Linked DNA regions of Sus scrofa: region 1 is linked to region 2. The links are chromatin contacts, called in public Hi-C maps. All regions are on one chromosome and are shown on one strand. Each heading gives the region's core, a stretch centred on a gene start, on an enhancer-like site or on the middle of the called end of the contact. The rest is flanking DNA. Distances are from core to core; before and after follow the strand shown.

Region 1 (2,929 bases), core at 53-2,552, 160 kb before region 2:
ATGTCTAATCTTTTTCCAAAATGGGTCTGTGTTTGTTTTTGCCAGGCACTTGGCATCTCTTGCACTCTGGGAACACCTTAGTCCAGTTTCCAGGACTTAGATGGTTCAGAACTGAGCTGTAGTACTTGTGAAGACCTGCTGGTTTCTTTACTTGGAGCGAGCATTCCTTCAGAATCCCAGCCCCAAATAAGGAAGTTTCGCAGTCTCTCTGACTTTGGTGGGACTTGGACTCCAATTTCTGTCCTGGTGGAGTCACACTCCAGAATCAGAGGGCACCCCAGGGAGATGCTTGGTTCACATTGCCAGACCTCCATTCTCCCAGGATTTGGTTTGGCACTTCTTTGCTACCTTGTTGGTTCTGTGATTCCTTCAAGAAAATGTCCTTTATGGTTTTCCAGTTATGTTCAGAGGGAGGCTTAGTCTGAATCACCTAGACCTCCATTCCCAGAATTTCTATTCCTCCCATAGATGTATTTGTTTCCTCTTTTTATTCTTAACCTCTCTCTATCTGGATGTGTCTCTATGTATCTTGTGGGGTTTATTTTTCTTTTTACACAATCTAAATTTTTATCCACTTAAAGCATACATTTCATTTATTTATACTTATTGTGATTTATGAGCTATTTAGGTATATTTCTGTTATGTTTTTTCTATGATTTGTGTTTATAGAGGTTTTTTCTGGGATTTTTACATATCTTTGGGTCTTTCATTGTCCATCAAAATAATTCATTCCTTATCTCAAATAATTCTTTACTATTTAATGGTTATTTGTGAGATCTTACTGTGTGGGGTAAGGATAAAGATCACACAAAAGGCTATTTTTAAAAAACTCAGCTTTTGACTATACTCTCAACTTGCTCTCTGTACTTTAAAAGTACAAAAAAAAAGGTTTTATTTCTTTCACCCCCTTTTTATCCTTGTTTCTTTGGTTTTCAGTAAGATCATGTATTCTGAACATGGCACTTTTTCCCTCATGAGCCAAGCCCACTGCCATTGCTCCTGGCTCCCTCCCAGGCTTGCCAGATACCAAGGGGCTGAAGATGTTCTTGGGTTAAGTGGAGTGCCCAGGAAAACAGAGTGGAGGAGGGGAAGATGATGTGGCTGAGAACAGAGGATGTTAATTTATTTTTTATCTTCCACTCTCTCCTGGTGAAGGTCTGCCTGTAAATAATAAAAACCACTGAACTTTACCCTTTCAGTGGGTGAATTTTATGGTATGTGAAGTAGACCTCAATAAAGCTGTAAAAAGAGGAAGCTCTGTCAGTCAGAGAGTTGAAGGAGAATGTGTCAGAAACTGCTGACCTGCTCATGAATTCCAGAAGCCTGTTGACTCAGTGTGATGGGTACTTCCAAGTGCAATGCAGATAAGGAGAGAGCGAGTGAGCGCGTGGGCGAGTGAGAGTGTGTGTGTGTGTGTGTGTGTGTGTGTGTGTGTGTGTGTCTATAGGAATTACTTCCTGGGCTCTTGCTGAATGCTGTACTACAGGTTGTAATGACTAGGTTCACAGCAGCAGGTCAGCATCTCTTTGTTTTTAAATGTTTTCTTAATAGCAAAGGAAGTAGGGAGTTCCCGTCATGGCGCAGTGGTTAACGAATCCGACTAGGAACCATGAGGTTGCGGGTTCGGTCCCTGCCCTTGCTCAGTGGGTTAAGGATCTGGCGTTGCCGTGAGCTGTGGTGTAGGTTGCAGACACGGCTCAGATCCCGCATTGCTGTGGCTCTGGCGTAGGTCGGTGGCTACAGCTCCGATTCAGCCCCTAGCCTGGGAACCTCCATATGCCTCGGGAGTGGCCCTAGAAATGGCAAAAAGACAAAAAAAAGAAAAAAAAAAGAAAAGGACATAGCACAAAAAGGGATGGACAGTGACACTTGATGGAGGCCTTCATTGAGGTACATGTCCTGCTCCATATTGCACCAAGGTAACTTGGCCATGAGCACTGAGTGAGTGGCTTTAGTGACTGGGCAGGAGAAGACAGAGCCTGGTCTCAGGGATCTGCTGGGTGCCTGCTCTGTTCTCCAAGGCACAGGTGCTGTCACAGATGGCACTCAGCTCAGAGCGGCCTGAAGATTCCCCTTCACAGCTCATGGGTTTTCTTGCCATGTCTGCTATGCTGCTCTTTCCCAGGATAAGAGGAAGCTGAAGGGAGATGGATGTGCAGCTCAGGATGTCAAGGGGTGGAGGGTCCAACCCTGGCTGAAGTGCATGAGCCCCTTAGCACTTGTGGCTAGATGCTGTCCCCTCCTTTAGACGAGTGGTTAGAAATCATAGTCTGGCCTGAGCAATAGTTGTTGGTGTGGCTCTTGGACTGTCTTCTGTGGTTGGAGCAAGTGAAATAAGAGGATGCTGCAGGGAGCTGCTGGCCCAGGTGGATGCCAGCTGGCGGTGCTCCCAGGGGGTGCCCTTGCTATTACAGTTACCACTGAGAACAGGGAGGTCAAGTGCAGTGAGTGTCAGGCCAGACCACAGTCAGGGAGACTACCAGCATTCCTCAGAAAACTGAAGGCCCCAGCATTTGTGCAAACTGGGCCTGGGGCCAGAGCTTTCCCATTCAGGGGAGCAGCCAGGTCGAATCTCATGGTCTCAATTGCACATTTCTGGGGAAGGGACTTGGATTGCCCACCGCAGTCCCAGATAAGCCCCTGTCCCTGTGGCTACACGAACACGGAGGTCCTCAGGGAAGGGGCTGGTATTTAGAGATGGCAGTGGATATCCCCCACATCCATGTTGCAGGTGCATGTAATGTACATATACTCTTTGTGGTCTGCTTTTTTTTTTTTCATTCTGTATTCTTTTAATACAATTTTAATGGCTTTTTGCTATTCTTTATATGGACATATTACAGTTCATCGATTCTTCCATTGTTCGACATTTAGATTGCTTGCTTTATTTCCAAAGGAAAAAATTACTGCTTTGAATAAAAATCTCTAA
Region 2 (3,010 bases), core at 18-2,517:
AGAACTGCAGCAGTATCTGTTTTAATTTTGTACCTGAGACTTTGCTGAACTTATTGATGAGGTCCAGTATTTTATTGGTGGCATTTTTAGGATTTTCTCATGCAGTATCATGTCATCCTCAAACAGCAAACATTGTGCTTCTTCCTTTCCAATTTGAATTCCTTTCCTTGGATATTGAACCATCCCTACATCCCTGGGATAAATTCCACTTGGTCATGGTGTATGATCCATTAATATATTGTTGAATTTGGTTTGCTGGTATTTTGTTGAGGAATTTTTATCTGTGTTTATCATGATATTGGCCTGTAATTTTTTTTGTGTGTGATATCTTTGTCTGGTTTTGCTGTCAGGATGATACTGGCCTCATAAAATGCATTCAGAAGCAGTGTTTTGGAAGAGGTTGAGAGGGATACATGTTAACTCTTCCCTAAGTGTTTGGTAGGATTTACCTGTGAACCCATCTGGTCCTGGACTTTTGTTTGTTGGGAGTTCCTTATTTATTTGCCTTTTAGGGCCACGCCCGTAGCATATGAAAGTTCCCAGCTAGGGGTCAAATCGGAGCTGCAGCTGCCAGCCTACTCTACAGCCATAGCAAGGCAGGATGTAAGCTATATCTGCAACCTACACCACAGCTGACAGCACTGCAGGATCCTTAAGCCACTGAGCAAGGCCAGGGATCAAACCCACATCCTCTTGGATACTGGTTGGGTTCATAACCCACTGAGCCACAATGGGAACTCCCTGTTTGGAGTTTTTAAATTACTAATTTAGTTTCATTATTGGTAATTGGTCTGTCTGTATTTTCTGTTTCTTTCTGGTTAGTCTTGGGAAACTGTACATTTCTAGGCATTTGTTCATTTCTTCCAGGTTCGCCATTTTATTGAGTGGGGCTGGATCCCAGGGTATCTGCCTGATGGGTCCAAGGTGTTTCAGAGCTGGTATTGGCCTACTGGTGGGCAGGGACAGGGTCCTGTGTGTCCCAGGGCTAGTGCCAAGGATAAGCAGGCTAGTCTTGTGATCTCTGGCTACAGGGCCCTGGAGGTCCAGGGTTGGTGTCAGCCTACTCGGGTGGACTGGACCCTGGCAGGGCAGGCTACAGGGCTGTGGTGTCCTTCGGCTTGAGAAGATTATTAAAATATTGCAGCATGGCATTTCACTGAACTTGGGAGGAAAGCACTTGAAACCAGGAGGGGCTTGATGGACCAGGGGAATAGGAGGGCATGGGGAAGCCAGAAGTAAGATGGATGTGGAAAAGTTTCAGTAGATTAAGATATCAGAAGTCAGAGATAAGGAAGACCTTGTAGATCTTTGACGAGATTAAGTGTATACTGGTGTGAGAAGGCAAAGTGCAGTCCAGGGGTTAAGAGGCCACTCAGTCAGAAGGCAATGCATATATTCTCTTGAATGTAGAGAAACTGAAGGAAGTAGTGTACAGGGGAAATTGAACCAGTACCAGAGTCAATTGAGGAAAGAAAGCCAGAAGAAGGAATTTTTACCTAGACCAGAAATTATACATTGAAGAGAGAAAGAAACTGAAAGCAGTTTATATTAGTAAAATGTCATGGAGTTGTTGGCTCCAGCACACTAAGTATTAGTGCAGAGGTACAATAAACTTAGCTCTTAGAGTTCCAGAAGGACAGTTGTGGGCCTTGATACTGATGGATTTTGAAATTTTTAAGAAGTCAAGTTGGGCCTGCAAGTTTGCTGTGGTTTGGTAACAACTGCAGCATATTTGATGATGTATTAGAGTACATCACTCCCTCCTTTATTCAAACCACCAATAATTATTAGTTTTCCTTTTAGCTTATAGTAATTACACCTTGAAGATCACCTGAATTAATTAAGAACTTTATTAGGTCCTCTATTCCAAATTTGCTTTTTAACCAGATCTGTTTATCAGGAGAGCAGGAAAGACAACTATTATGGAAATTTATTCCTTAGTAATTTGTTACAATTTTGTATTATATTTCCTTTTTTTGGTCTTTTTGTCTTTTTAGGGCCACACCCGTGCAATATGGAGGTTCCCAGGCCAGGCGTCTAATCAGAGCTGTAGCTGCCAGCCTACACCAGAGGCGCAGCAATGCCAGATCCGAGCTGCATCTGCAACCTACACCACAGCTAACGGCAATGCAGGAGCCTTAACCCACTGAGCAAGGCCAGGGATCAAACCCACAACCTCATCGTTCCTAGTCGGGATTTGTTAACCACCGTGCCACAATGGGAACTCCATAATTTTGTATTATATTTCTTATTCATAATTAATATGGAACAATAAAACATGATTTCCCTTTATTTTAGGAACTGAAGGTACATATATGAAAATTTTCAGCTCGTATTGTGATCTTTCTTATTTTTAGACCATTCGCAGGAAGAAGAAAGTTCAGATACCAGTAAGTCGTCCTGATCCTGACCCGGTGTCTGAGAATGAAGAGGATAGTTATGAGGAAGAAGCACACGACCCAAGAAGTGGCCGTGGGGGTCCTAACCATAGGAGGAGTGAGAAGAGCTGGGCCAGGGAGAGAAGTGCCAGTAGGGATAAGAGTCTGTCTCCAAGATCCGATAGGCGGTCTGTGGCCTCCAGTCAACCCACCAAACCCACCAAAGTCACACTGGTGAAATCCCGGAAAAATGAAGGTATTTTCTAACTAGTTTGTCATTTTCACCTGAAAATTTTAAGACTAATTTTAATGAGAAGTAATTTTGGTATCTCTCTCTTTGCTTTGTTGTCTTTTTTTATCTTCTTTCTTGTGTCCTGTTGCTTTAAGTCAAATCCTCTCATGTGAGACTTCAGGGATCATCTCTTTTCTCTTCTTGAATCGTTTTTTTGGTAGCAAATAGTGCTTCAAATAAATTGTCCAGTAGTTCAATTACTTGTGATTAGAAGAGGCTAGTACAAGAAATGTCAGCTCATTACATTTGAAATTCAGTGTTTTATGTAGCTATTTGGATCAGTAGTAGTATTCCTCTGGGCAGAAACCATCGGATGGTAGGGAGAGTAGGCAGCTTTTCT

Evidence for each region. Hi-C and Micro-C count contacts between places; a contact is called where the count stands out from the background.
Region 1: a contact with region 2 is called in a Hi-C map of omental adipose tissue, with 1.6 times the contacts expected there. The contact joins two enhancer-like sites. A contact is called at or near these places in 3 of 47 Hi-C or Micro-C datasets (embryonic fibroblasts, fibroblasts and omental adipose tissue).

The regions. Positions count from the first base shown.
Region 1 is chr1:145,159,019-145,161,947 of Sscrofa11.1, reverse strand. All of the region lies in intron 2 of TJP1 (tight junction protein ZO-1), which reads left to right. Among named protein-coding and RNA genes, the nearest start is that of TJP1, 35 kb to the left of the region's middle. Within about 2 kb of position 1,302, at least 15 of the 83 cell types and tissues checked have an H3K27ac peak or open chromatin away from gene starts, as enhancers often do. A contact at or near this core is called in omental adipose tissue, where this site is marked.
Region 2 is chr1:144,999,523-145,002,532 of Sscrofa11.1, reverse strand. It overlaps TJP1 (tight junction protein ZO-1), which reads left to right. Exons shown (of 28, transcript XM_021098856.1): 6 at 2,358-2,634. Among named protein-coding and RNA genes, the nearest start is that of SEH1L, 75 kb to the left of the region's middle. Within about 2 kb of position 1,267, at least 4 of the 83 cell types and tissues checked have an H3K27ac peak or open chromatin away from gene starts, as enhancers often do. A contact at or near this core is called in omental adipose tissue, where this site is marked.